Regions from separate parts of the Hordeum vulgare genome. Here region 2 is linked to region 1. The links are chromatin contacts, called in public Hi-C maps. All regions are on one chromosome and are shown on one strand. The core of a region is the stretch at or near the end of the contact, and the rest is flanking DNA. Distances in the headings are between cores, read along the strand shown. Region 1 has its middle 19 kb from the start of LOC123428971. Region 2 holds the start of LOC123428553 (FT-interacting protein 4-like).

Region 1 (6,319 bases), core at 1,615-4,114:
TGTCCCAAAAAGGTGTGTGTGTGTGTGGGTGGGGGGGGGGGGTGCACCGTTCATCGACCCAACTAAGAAGAGGCAAATACCAACTCCAAGCTAGATGCAAAGTGTGATGCTTCAACAATCGCCTTGCAAAAAACATTGAAGGGGTTCATAACCAAAAAGGAGGTCATAACTGAGAAGAGAAAGGACGGAAACACCACAAGAAAGAGCAGGCAATGAAAACTTCTTTGAAATACAAACGAAGAAGTTCTAGATCGATGAGACCAATTATCGGTCAAGAGCCAAGGAAGTGGACCTCAAGCAAAGGGAGGTAGAGCTTGGATTCCTATCTGAAGAGGCCCGCAAGATGACCCCAAGAAAAATTGCTTGGTTTGAGAAGAAGCAAAACTTCATGATCGACCGAGATGCATGATCATCTTATAACATTTATACGAAGCTTTAATAGTTATTTATAATCAAATTTTACCAACCTATGATCTTAACTAACACGAAACACAAAATTCCTATTGTTTTACATGACATCTCATGATTTGTGACTTGCATACATTATTGTGTGTATATTTGTATGTGCATGCATATGGTTTGATACCCTTAAATGGTCTATTACAAAGTCCCAACTCATAACTTTTATGAATATCTTGACAGAGATTTATAGTGTATGATTAAGTACAACAAAATAATTCTCTAGAGTACCTGAGGTGTTGAGGGAAGTTCGTCATTGACATATGCACCGTCGCCTTACTCGTTGGCGAATCTGTCTTGCATGAACTTGTAAAACTCATGGATCAACAAATGTTCGCAAATTTTGCAAAAAATGTTTGTGGATTATCAATATGTTTAAATTAAGGAAAAATGTTCATGAATTCAAAAACTGTTCATGATATTTATTTTTTGTAAATTATAAAATTTTATGCATTCAGAAAACATCATGAATTTAAAAATGTTCATGAATACGAAAACATGCTGGCAAATTCAAGAAATGTTTACAGATTCAAAAAGTGTTCACAGATTTCAAAACTGTACGTGATAATGAAAAACAATATTCACAGTTTCAGAAAATGTTCGTGGATTTAAAAAATGTCCGCGAATATGAAAAACATATTAAAATTTCAGAAAATGTTCGCATATTTTCATAACGGTTGGGGAATTTTAGAAATATTCATGAATTCCAAAATGTTGGCAAATTTGAAAAATAATTCACAAATTTAGAAAGTGTAAAAGAAAAATAGAGAAGGAAAAAAAGAAAAGGGTGTAAATGAGAAAAAACATAAAAACCCTGGAAAATCTGCAAAAAAAAAAGGAAGAACCCGGACGAAGGTTCAACCTTCCCAAAACCGGATGGAAAGTTCTGAAAACCTCCTACAAAAGCTTACCACTTGTCTGTATAACGCCCACGAATGAGCTTGCCCATATTTCTCTCACAGTGAGCGATACATATCAGTTGTGTGAAAGAGTGGGCTTGCTTATGTGCCGGCATTATTGAAGTTTATGCGTTAGAAAATTCAATCCGGATACTTGTCAATTTCTTGAGGGATCTCCTGTGTCTTGGTCCTTCAAGAAACAAAATTCGGTATCTCTATGTACCATCGAAGCGGAATACATTGTCGCCGGAGCTTGTGCGTAATTGTTTTGGATGACCCAAACTCTTAAGGACTATGGAATACATGTGAAACATGTTTCATTGTTTTGTGACAATGAAAGTGCTATTAAGATTGCACACAACTCTATGCAACACTCTTAAACTATGCATATCCAAGTTCGTCTTTATTTTATTCCTGATCATGTTGCAAAAGAAGATACAAGTCTCAAACATGTTCGTACTGATAAACAATTGGCCGATATTTTACCGACAAAATGTTCATGGATACGAAAAAATGCTGGTCAATAGATTTTTTTTATTGATTCAAAAAGTGCAGATTTAAAAAATGTCCGTGAATATTAAAAAAAGCACGTTTTCAGAAAATGTCCACAGGTTTAATTTTTTTAAGAATGAGAGAAAATAATGTAAAAACCCTGGAAAATCTGCAAACAAAAATGAAAAAAGGTAAAGAGAAAACCCGGATGAAGGTTCCAGAACCTTTCCAAATCAGGATGGAAAGTTCTGGAAACTTCCTATAATAGTTTAATGTTTGTCAGTATAACGCCCGCCAATGAGCTGGCCCATATGTTCGCTCGCAGCGAGCGATACATATCAGTTGTGTGAAAGAGTGAGCCTGCTTATGTGTTGGCAGCATTCAGAGATCGGGCCGGTTCATGGGTTAGATGGTTTGGACGCCCAGGCTCATCTCTGGAAATGGCCGAACGCAAGCCTGTTAGGCCCAACCAAATAATCTAATGTCACAATCCATTCTCTCCATTTTCTTAAAACAAGAAAAAAAAACCTTCTCACCCTAAATATGACAAATGAGTGGGTATAACAATTTAGAAAAAAGAAGCATAAGTGAACAGTACGTACAATATAGCATAATTGAACAATGTGCTTACTAGGAGGTGGTAGCTATTAGATTGCTCGTAGTAGTATATGTCGACATCGGTCTAGCCGGTGGCGCCATCAATTGGTGAACCCGCAATTGTTATATGGTATCACAATCGGTTTAGTAGTGATTGGAAATTTGGAATGCTGTTGCGAGGCATGATCGATTGCACCCAGCAGCGACGTATGTTTTTTTGTCCGCTGCAGTGCTCTCGCCTCATCTGGCTGAATCAATTGCTCTGTGTTGGTTGGAATGGATAGTTTGCCACCATCGCCGAATGAATGACATGCCGTATTTGGCCTCCCGTTGCATTTTTAAATCATGCACCAGTCCATGAGTTGAGACGTCGCTCTCCCCCCTACCGCTTGGATCCTTCCTTCCATGGTTACATAGTCATGGATGTATGGCTGCCCTGGTCCAGACGCAGGCTGGACCAACCATTAAGTGCACCAGCTAAGTAACTATAGCAAATTAGGAATATGAATGTTAGGAAATTAAATATGCTGATATGTTGGCTTTTGAACGTGCGTATGCAGCTGTACAGGCGTTGGTTGTGAAACCAAGCCGGAAGGTGCTACTTCATGAGGAAAACGTGACACCAAAGTCATCCGGTGATCAGAACGTGTCGTGGTATCTCGACACGGGTGCCAGTAACCACATGACGGGGTGCAAGGAGAAATTCCTCGAGCTGGAATACGATGTTGAAGGCTCGGTCAAGTTCGATGATGGTTCAGCTGTGGAGATTTGCGGGCAAGGATCTGTCCCCTTTGAGGGTCTCACAGGCGAACATCGCATACTCACCGGAGTGTACTACATCCCACGGCCGCGCAACAACATCATCTCTATTGGGAAGCTTGACGAGAATGGATGCAAGGTGGATATCGAGAACGGAGTGATGACGATCTTCGACAACCTCCGGAACGTGCTAACTCGTGTTAGTCGCACACGGAACAGGCTCTATATCCTCAACCTTGATCAATCTCAACCGGAGTGTTGGCTCGCCAAGAGTGATGATGATTCGTGGTTATGGCATGCTAGATTTGGACATGTTAACTTCTACGCCTTGAAGAAGATGTCAAAGATGGAGATGGTATCCGGGATGCCAGTTATCGACCATGTTGATCGAGTATGTGACGGGTGCTTGGTTGGAAAACAGCACCGCAAGCCGTTCCCTGCTCAGTCTACCTATCGTGCAAGTGATGCACTCGAGCTGCTCCATGGTGATCTATGTGGCCCTATCACCCCGGCAACTCACGAAGGAAAGAAGTACTTCTTCCTTGTGGTAGATGACTACTCGAGATATATGTGGGCCGTTCTCCTACGGTCTAAAGATGAGGCATTTGAAGCGTTCAAGAAGCTGAAGGCTGCAACAGAGATGGAACACAAGCTGAAGGTTCGCGCTCTACGGACAGATCGCGACGGAGAGTTTACGTCGAATGAGTTCAACGACTACTGCGAGAAGATTGGCATAAAGAGGTTCCTCACGGCACCTTACACGCCGCAGCAGAATGGGGTCGTTGAAAGGCGCAATCGAACCGTCGTTGACATGGCAAGGAGTTTACTCAAGAGCAAGAACCTGCCGGGGACTTTTTGGGGAGAAGCTGTCTCGACGGCGGTCTATCTTCTCAACCGGGCTCCAACGAAGGCGGTGATCGGCAAGACTCCGTATGAAGCAATTTACGGACGTAAGCCGAATGTGTCTCATCTACGGACGTTCGGGTGCGTGGCACATGTGAAGGCGGCGGAGCCGCACCTCTCAAAGCTTGCCGATCGTAGCACCAAGATGGTGTTCATCGGATACGAGAGCAGTTCTGGCACCAAGGCATACCGTTTCTACGATCCACAAACCAAACGTCTATGGATTTCACGCGACGTCGTGTTTGAAGAAAACCAAGCGTGGAATTGGAGCGCCGCAGCCGACGATGCTCCAAACAGTAACATATTTGCAGTTGAATTTCCAACTGATGATGATGCAGGGGAGGATGTCCAGGTGGTTGGCAAGACGCCCAACCAAGGTGACCACAATGATAGTGATCATCATGGTGCCGACACCGACAACGACGCACATAGGTCGCAAGGAGATAACGACAATGCCGCGCACGACACAGGCGGAGATCTCGACGACAACATCGACAACGAGGCGCATAGTGACGACGACAATCAAGATGATGGTCACGGTCACGACGACTACGCCGACGACACGGATGTCGATGACACACCAGGGTCTCAGCTGTCTTCCTCAAGTGCATCAACACCGACACAATTTGTGACGCCTCCTTCGCAAGCCACAACGGATTTCTCAGGGCCTCGTCGCTACAAGACACTCAAGAAAGTCTACAAGTACACAAAGCCAGTTACACTCGAGTACTCCGGACTATGTCTGTTCGGAGTTGAGGAGCCGGCGAACTTCGTAGAGGCGAGCAAAAGTCCTAGCTGGACGCACGCCATGGATGAGGAGATGAAGGCAATTGAGAGCAATGGCACGTGGACTTTGATAACCCAACCTCCAAACCAAAATACGATAGGTTTGAAGTGGGTTTACAAGTGAAAGAAGGACACGGAGGGTGCCATTGTGAAGTACAAGGCAAGACTCGTTGCAAAGGGCTACGTTCAACGTCAAGGAGTTGACTATGATGAGGTGTTTGCACCGGTTGCTCGAATCGAGACGGTGAGAGTGCTCCTAGCTTTGGCGGCACAAGAGGATTGAAAGGTTCATCATATGGATGTTAAATCCGCTTTCCTCAACGGCGATCTCACAGAAGAAGTGTACGTGGAACAACCCCTCGGCTACGAGAAGAAAGGCGAAGAAGGGAAAGTTTACAAGCTCAAGAAGGCACTTTATGGGTTGAAGCAAGCGCCAAGAGTTTGGAACTCAAAGTTAGACCGAAGTCTGGTCTCGCTCGGGTTCAAGACATGTCCCCTCGAGCACACAGTCTATACAAAGAACTCCAAAGGCTCAAACCTGCTAGTTGGAGTTTATGTCGACGATTTGATTATCACCGGAGATAGCGTACAAGAAATTGAACGTTTCAAGACGCAAATGAAGAACAAGTTTATCATGAGTGATCTGGGATTACTCAGCTATTACTTGGGCATCGAAGTGAAGCAAAGCTTCGGAGAGATTTCACTATGTCAATCGGCTTATGCGGTCAAGTTATTGGACAAGTGTGGCATGTCAGATTGCTGCGCGACACAAGTTCCAATGGACCAACGTCACAAGTTGAGCAAGCGTAGCTCAAATCCGCCGGTGGACACCACAATGTATCGAAGCGTTGTGGGCAACCTAAGATATTTGGTGCATACCCGACCTGACTTGGCTTATTCAGTCGGGATCGTGAGTCGTTTCATGGAGAATCCGGCAACCGAGCACATGAGCGCGGTCAATCAAATCTTGCGCTATGTGAAAGGCACCATTAATCTTGGTTGCACGTACAGAAAGGGAAATGAAGGATTGATCCTTCGTGGATATTCAGATAGTGACATGGCAGGTGATGTTGATGACCGAAAGAGCACAACGGGCATGGTTTTCTACCTTGGCCCGAATCCGATTAGCTGGAATTCTCAGAAGCAAAAGGTGGTGGCACTGTCTTCATGCGAGGCAGAATACATAGCGGCAAGCACGACGGCTTGTCAAGCAGTGTGGCTGAGAAGACTCCTAGCTATTCTTGCAAAGCGGGAGGTGCAGAAGGTGTCATTGAAGATTGACAACCAAGCTGCAATCTCATTATGCAAAAATCCGGTTCATCACGAAAGGAGCAAGCACATAGATACCCGGTTCCACCATATCCGGGAGTGCATTGAAGAAGGGTTGATCGAGGTTCAACATGTGAACACGAAAGACCAACTTG
Region 2 (6,319 bases), core at 2,747-5,246, 42 kb after region 1:
ATTAATCTACTCAGCTGCATCTGTCTATGGAGCTGGATCCTTCCAGAGACATGCTAATTCGAACAGGGATTAGGACAGGCCACTTTTAGAATGCTTCTAGTATATACACTTCACCTTGATGCTGGTTTCTGAATAAGATAAGGGAGTATGAATACCATGAATGAATATCTATCGTCTAGTAGCATGTGTCAAACAACGGTCGCCGGACATGGAATACAGTACAATAGTACATGAAGGCTTTATTTATTTATTCTCGTTAGCTTGGTCGAGCAACATTGATTCCGCACTCTACACGTATACGGTATATCCAAAGAAGACCAAGAACATGGACAAAAGTGAGAAAAGAATATGCACGCCGCACCGACAAAAGTATGCTGGTATGGAATGTAGTGGATCAAAAAATAATACTAATACTATGCTGGATGAAAACAATGCCGCATCTGCCGCTTTGTTCTCTTCCTGGTATGGAGTACTACTCAACTTTTGAATTATTGAGAGGAAGCTTCTGAATGTTCATCGTATCTACCCGCTCCAACTTTTCTTATTTTTATTTGTACGATTGTCTCATCACACAATAACAAAGTGATCGTTTTTGTTTCTATATGTATGTGTACCGGCAATTATAATTAATTTAGATTTAGATAAGTCTATGCTATAGGAGCATGTCCCCCTTGGCTGGGAGGCGCTTGTAGAAGTTGAATGGCACCGACGGCTGCTTGCTCCTGAAGCGTGGGTGGCGGAGCATGTACATCCCGGCGACGACGGCCACCACCTGGAACGGCGTGATGTATAGCACCACGGCCACGATGAGCGACAGCGTGATGAATATGGCCGTGGCCCGCGGGTCACGCCAGCTGAGCAGCGACTGCGCGCGCTCCCCCTGCATGGCCAGGTCGCCCACCACCGTCTGCACCCTGCCGGCGACGCTCCTCAGCCGGTCGTACCTCATCCTCACCACGTCGCTGGGCTTGCTCGTCGGGAACGTGTCGAACTCCTCGTCCAGCTCGTCCGGGTGCACCTGCTCCGCGTGCGACAGCACCGTGTCCATGTGCGGCGGCTTCCGAGGCCGCCGCCGGTAGTTCCACACCCCGATCATGAACAGGTACAGAAACACCGTCGGCAGGATCAGCTCCGGGTAGCACACCAGGATCAGGAACAGCACGTGCACCAGTACCGTCGTCAGCGGGTTCTTCCACTTGCAGATGCCGTCGAACCACTTGCCCACGGCCACCACGCCGGAGAAGAGCGACGTGATGCGGTAGAAGTTTGCCTTGCTCCGCCGCAGGCTGAACATGTGCGAGTCCACGTCCAGCATGTACTCCACCACCTCCCTGTGCAGCGGCGGCTCCGACCTGCCCAGCCGCGTCGCCACCATCTGCATCGCCTGGAACCGGAGGTAGTCCAGCTGCAGCACGGAGATGGGGTTGCTGTAGTGCATCTTCGGCAGCAGCGGCCGCCCGTACTGCGCCAGCATGTTCGCCCACGCCGTGCACGTGAACCGGACGGCGAGGTGCAGCTCCCCCGTCTTCTTCAGCCCGCCGGGGCTCAGCGCCATCAGCGGGTAGTAGTGGGTGTACACGCGGTCGCTCTCTAACGTCGCCAGCCTCACGCGCACCTTGCCGATCCTCTGGTCCTTTGCTCCTTCGCTATGGTGGACGTGGTTGTTGTCGAACACGGCGACGGTGATCACCGTGCTCAGGTCGAACACCTCCCAGGTGTACTGCTCGTTCCACGCCGGCGCCGCCGTGCCCAACAGCGTGCGCGTGCGCACCCACTTGGACCCGTACTTGGCCACGCAGTAGGGGTTCTTGCTGCCGCCCAGGCCGCGCGCGCTGAGGATGCCGACCTCTAGCACGCCGATGGCGCTCTTGCGGAGCTTCTTCGCCGCCGGCTGCAGGTCGCTGCTGTAGTGCGTCGACTCGTCCAGCACGTGGTACGCCGTCTCCAGGCTCATCTTCAGGTGGATCTTGCTGGCGAAGGTCTTGGAGTGCTCCCGGTGCTTGGTCCCCGTCGTCGCGTCCGCCGCCGCCTCGTCCACCGTCATGCCGCGCGACAGGTTGAACCACTTGGACGGCACCGACTTGGCCAGGTCGTTGCGCGGCACGTACGGCGCCGCCACGGGGATGATGATGCGGCCGATGGCCTCGTCGCGGCCGGCGGCCACCTTCTCCTCCACGGTCACCACCAGCGGGTCCTCGAACGGCTCGCTGGCCACGAACATGAACTCCTCGTTCCACGCCTGGTTCGCCGACCCCTGCGGCTGCCCCGGCCGCGTCCGCCTGATCTGGCTGCCCATCTGTATCTTGGCGATGGTGGGCGCGAGCGGCCGGCCCTTGTCGGCGGCGATGAGGTCCTGCGCCGCGATGACGGAGATCTTGAGGTAGATGAGCTTGGGAGAGTAATACACCTTGGAGCGCGTGTTAGTGAGCCCCTCCCTCGACAGCGAGTGCGCGTCCGAGTGCCACGCCTCCGGGAACGCCTCGTCGGCCTGCGTGCCGAGCCAGACGGCGAGCATGATCTCGCCCAGCGGGTGGCCGTGCCGGAACCGCTCGCCGTGGGCGTCGGCGAGGCTGTACCACTGCGGCGCGAGCGGGCTGTCCGGCGGGAGGCGGCTGGGGATGTCGGACATGTCGAAAACGACGCGGCCGACGAAGTCGTCGCGGAGCGTGTCCTTGTCCATGACGATGACCTCGAGCTGGCTGGCCTGGAGGTGGGCGCCGGAGAAGGCGAACGTCTGCCGCCACACCGGGTTTTGGTTCTTCTCCAGGTGCCGGGTGACGCCCTTGAAGTTGCCCAGCTTCACCTCCACGTACGGGTCCAGAGCGCCGGTGAGGTCCATGGAGGGAAGGTCGCGCGCCTTGACGACGGTCACGTACAGGTACGACATGGGCTCCACCATGTCGTAGGTGGACGCGATCTTGTTCGTCCCCGCGCGCGGCCCCATCTTGGCCGGCAGCGGGGGCTTCGTCTCCGTGAGGCCGTACTGCGAGCCCGGAGGCGGTGCCTGGGCAGGTCCTGCGGGCTTGGGCACGACCACCGTCTGCCCCGCCGGAGGGGCCGGCGCCGCCATGGCGTGGAGCGTGTGGCGCCGAGGCTCGTTGCCGCCGCCTGACGAGGCCGGAATGGAGCGGAACTCGCGTGTGTCGTGGCCGCTCTTCCCCTTAGTCTCCGCCGCCGGCCCCCCTGACCCTGATGCAACAGAAGCTCCTGCCGGCGCCTCGCCGCCGCCGGAGAAGACGTTCCTGACCATTCTCTCGGGGTCCAAGCTGGCGACAGCAGCGGGCTGGGAAGGCTGCTGCTGGTTCTGTTGCAGACCACCGCCAGTGTCCACCACCGGAGCAGCATGGTCCTGCGCCGCGACGCGATCGCCGTCCCGCGCGTCGGCGACGAGGTAGAGCCGGAGCGCGATGTCCCCGGAGACGCGGGAGAATAACCCCCTCTTATCGAGCGGGTAGCGCTGCACGACGGCGTCGTCGGGTGACCGCGCGACGGAGTCACCGGAGACGCGGACGCGGCCGAGGAAGGCGTGGGGGCGGAGCGCGTTGTGGTCGTTGAGGCTGCGGTCGTGCTGGACGGACACGTCGACGGTGAGGGCGGAGAGGCGTGCCGGGTCGCGGACGTCGAAGACGAGCGTCTCGTTCCAGTGCGGCGAGAGGTCGCCGGGGCGGGTGGCGGTGCGCTGGCGCTGCCCGTCGAACTCCACCTCCACGAAGGCGTTGCATGAGGCCGCGCCGTCCTTGGCGGACAGCTCCGCCGCGTCCGCGACCTCCACGGCCAGCTTCATCGTGGCTACGGTGGGTGGGTGGCTGGCTAGGTGCTGTAGGATGGCTGAGGTTCGGTGCGACGGCCGGCCATGGGTGCTCTGCTCCGGCTCGGTGGTTTGGTGTTCTGTTTCGGGAAAGAAGTGAAGAGGAAGGGCGCGTGTGTCGTAATAGTGTCCCTCTACTTATAATACCGATAATCTTGAGGGGTTGGTTGCCTTTTTCTTTTCTTTGGGCCTGGGCGGTGGTTTGTAAGATGGGCCCATGTGTCAGTCAGACGAGTGTCGACGATCGTCGGCGGGGTTTATTGGTTGGTCAGCTATTCATCCATTTCTAAATCATAGCTGCACTTTCTACCCATCTGTGTAGCAAGTCGTTTCATTGTGATAGCTGCATATGATTTTTAGGGGAAAGACACTTCATTTTACTAATCACTAACCAAGTTTTTGCTAAAAAAATACTACCAAGTTTACAGGGATAATGAGAGAATTATAGCTGTATATCCGGTCACTATATATGATGATAGTGACACTAAATCACCACCTTGGGACATCTCTAGCCCATCCCAAAAGTTAAATATGATGATACTTTTTTTTTTCAATTTGGGGAATTAAACGCCATCTAGCGCATCTTGTAAATGTTTAATTCCCCCCAAAATTAACTTGTCATTGCATGTAAATATGGGCTAAGAGAGGCTGCTCTCACTATAAACAAGGAAGAGCTCGCGCTTCCGTCGCCCCCGTCGTTACTGGTAAACCCGTGGCGCACCCTGTCGCCTCCTCTCTCACTCCTCCCGCCGTCTCCAAATAAAATCTAGCTTTTGTGTAAGGCTAGATCTCTCAAAACAAAACTTAAGGCTGGATATATATGTCATAACATTCCAATCTTTTTTATATTTTTGTGTTTATTAAATTATGCGAACTACGGGTGTCCTAAAGGAACCACCTTCGTCTTTAGAAATGGATGGTTTGGTGGGTTGAGAAGAGAAGAGGCGACTTTTGCGTCACTCTGTCATGCCATTCCTAAACTGTGTTCGATTGCAGATTCTTGGTGCGATGAGTGTGATCTTTCTTGGGAAGTATGTGCATGATTTCGTGATGTTTAGAATTATTCCTACTAGCCAGTGTTATATCCTATCTTTTCGGTTGGGTGACGTCAATTAGCCATTGTATCAATAATCAGTAATGGAACATTTACAAAAATTGAATAATAGAGCATGTACGTATCATCTATCCCCTCGGTGGATGGACATACCAAGTTATCATATGTGTAGCATGCATGGTCTTTGCCTGCTATTATAATCATCATGGGAGAAATTAACCGAGAATTCCCTAGAAAACGGGCTGGTGATAACTAGGGATTTCATGTCAAATGTAACACATCATATCAGTAATTATTAGAGATGTGGCCCTATCTCAACACAAATAATCTTCCAAACTCAAAAACTAAAAGTAAAATCATGTATTATATTGATCATAATAACTCATAGAAAGTTGGTTAATTCACCTCCAACTACTGTCACGAGCAGCGAAGGACTAAATACATTGTTGATAATATATGGAGTAGCACCAAGAAATTAAGTGCTAGCAATGCTCAACCGACACCTACAGTACCAAAAGGACCTTCTTCTGCTTCTTTTACTTCTTAAATACTCCTCGACCTTCTTGATTTCTTGTTTGCAATTAGTCACGCGTTCTTCAAATAGTTATATGAATTGATACAAAACAATAAAACAGTAGTCACATGCATACATATTTAATTACGTAGTTGTCCATGAATTGACCTACACACACTAGTGTTTTGGTATTTAAAATTTAGAAGGGATAGGTATTAGGCGCTGAAAATAATAGACATATTTTATTAACAAATCTAATCTCGTGGAAAATTCTTTGTTACTATGGCAACTATGTTATACATTGAATCGCACAGCAAGCATGATCAACCCTCCACAATTCTAAGTATGTCATGCACTGAATCTCCATAAAAAATAACCTTCTGTTTTTCTTGTGGCGTAACCAAATAACATCTAGCTTTTACATAGGACTCACACATATGTATGTTATAATCTTTTGTTTCTAAAATCATGCAAACTATAGTTGTCCAAAAGGAACTGCTTCTATTTTTAGAAATGGATGGTTTGGTGAGTCGGGAAGAGAAGATATGACTTTGCGTCACTCGATCTTGCCATTCCTAAAGGGAGTCCAATTGCAGATTCTTGTTGCGATAAGTCTATGATCAATCTTTCATGTAAAGTGCATGCCTTGAGTCCACACATGCATGATATGGTTATTTTCGAAATTATTCCTATTAGCTAGTATTTTATCCTATATTTTGGATTGGGCGGCGTCAATTGTCCATACTATATATCAACAATGAATAATTGAGCACTTACATATATATCTTAGTAATCCCTATATCAATGTATCTTTTCGGTGTATGGATATAGCATGTTATCATGTCTATAACATGCATGGTCTCAACCTATTATCGCCATTATCATTGGTAGAAGTGAGCATGTGATAACTAGGGGCGGGTTGGGGGTATGTGTCAATCAAAAC

The links. A called contact is a pair of places that touch in the nucleus more often than the background predicts.
Region 2: a Hi-C map of leaf shows a contact between it and region 1, with 2.4 times the contacts expected there. The contact joins the promoter of LOC123428553 here to the enhancer-like site in region 1. A contact is called at or near these places in 3 of 6 Hi-C or Micro-C datasets (leaf and seedling).

The regions. Positions count from the first base shown.
Region 1 is chr2H:662,031,572-662,037,890 of MorexV3_pseudomolecules_assembly, forward strand. No RefSeq gene overlaps it. Among protein-coding and RNA genes, the nearest start is that of LOC123428971, 19 kb to the left of the region's middle. Within about 2 kb of position 2,865, at least 3 of the 3 cell types and tissues checked have open chromatin away from gene starts, as enhancers often do. A contact at or near this core is called in leaf and seedling, where this site is marked.
Region 2 is chr2H:662,072,827-662,079,145 of MorexV3_pseudomolecules_assembly, forward strand. LOC123428553 (FT-interacting protein 4-like) reads right to left here and starts at 3,997. Exons shown (of 1, transcript XM_045112774.1): 1 at 215-3,997. The coding sequence starts at 3,784. The coding sequence ends at 653.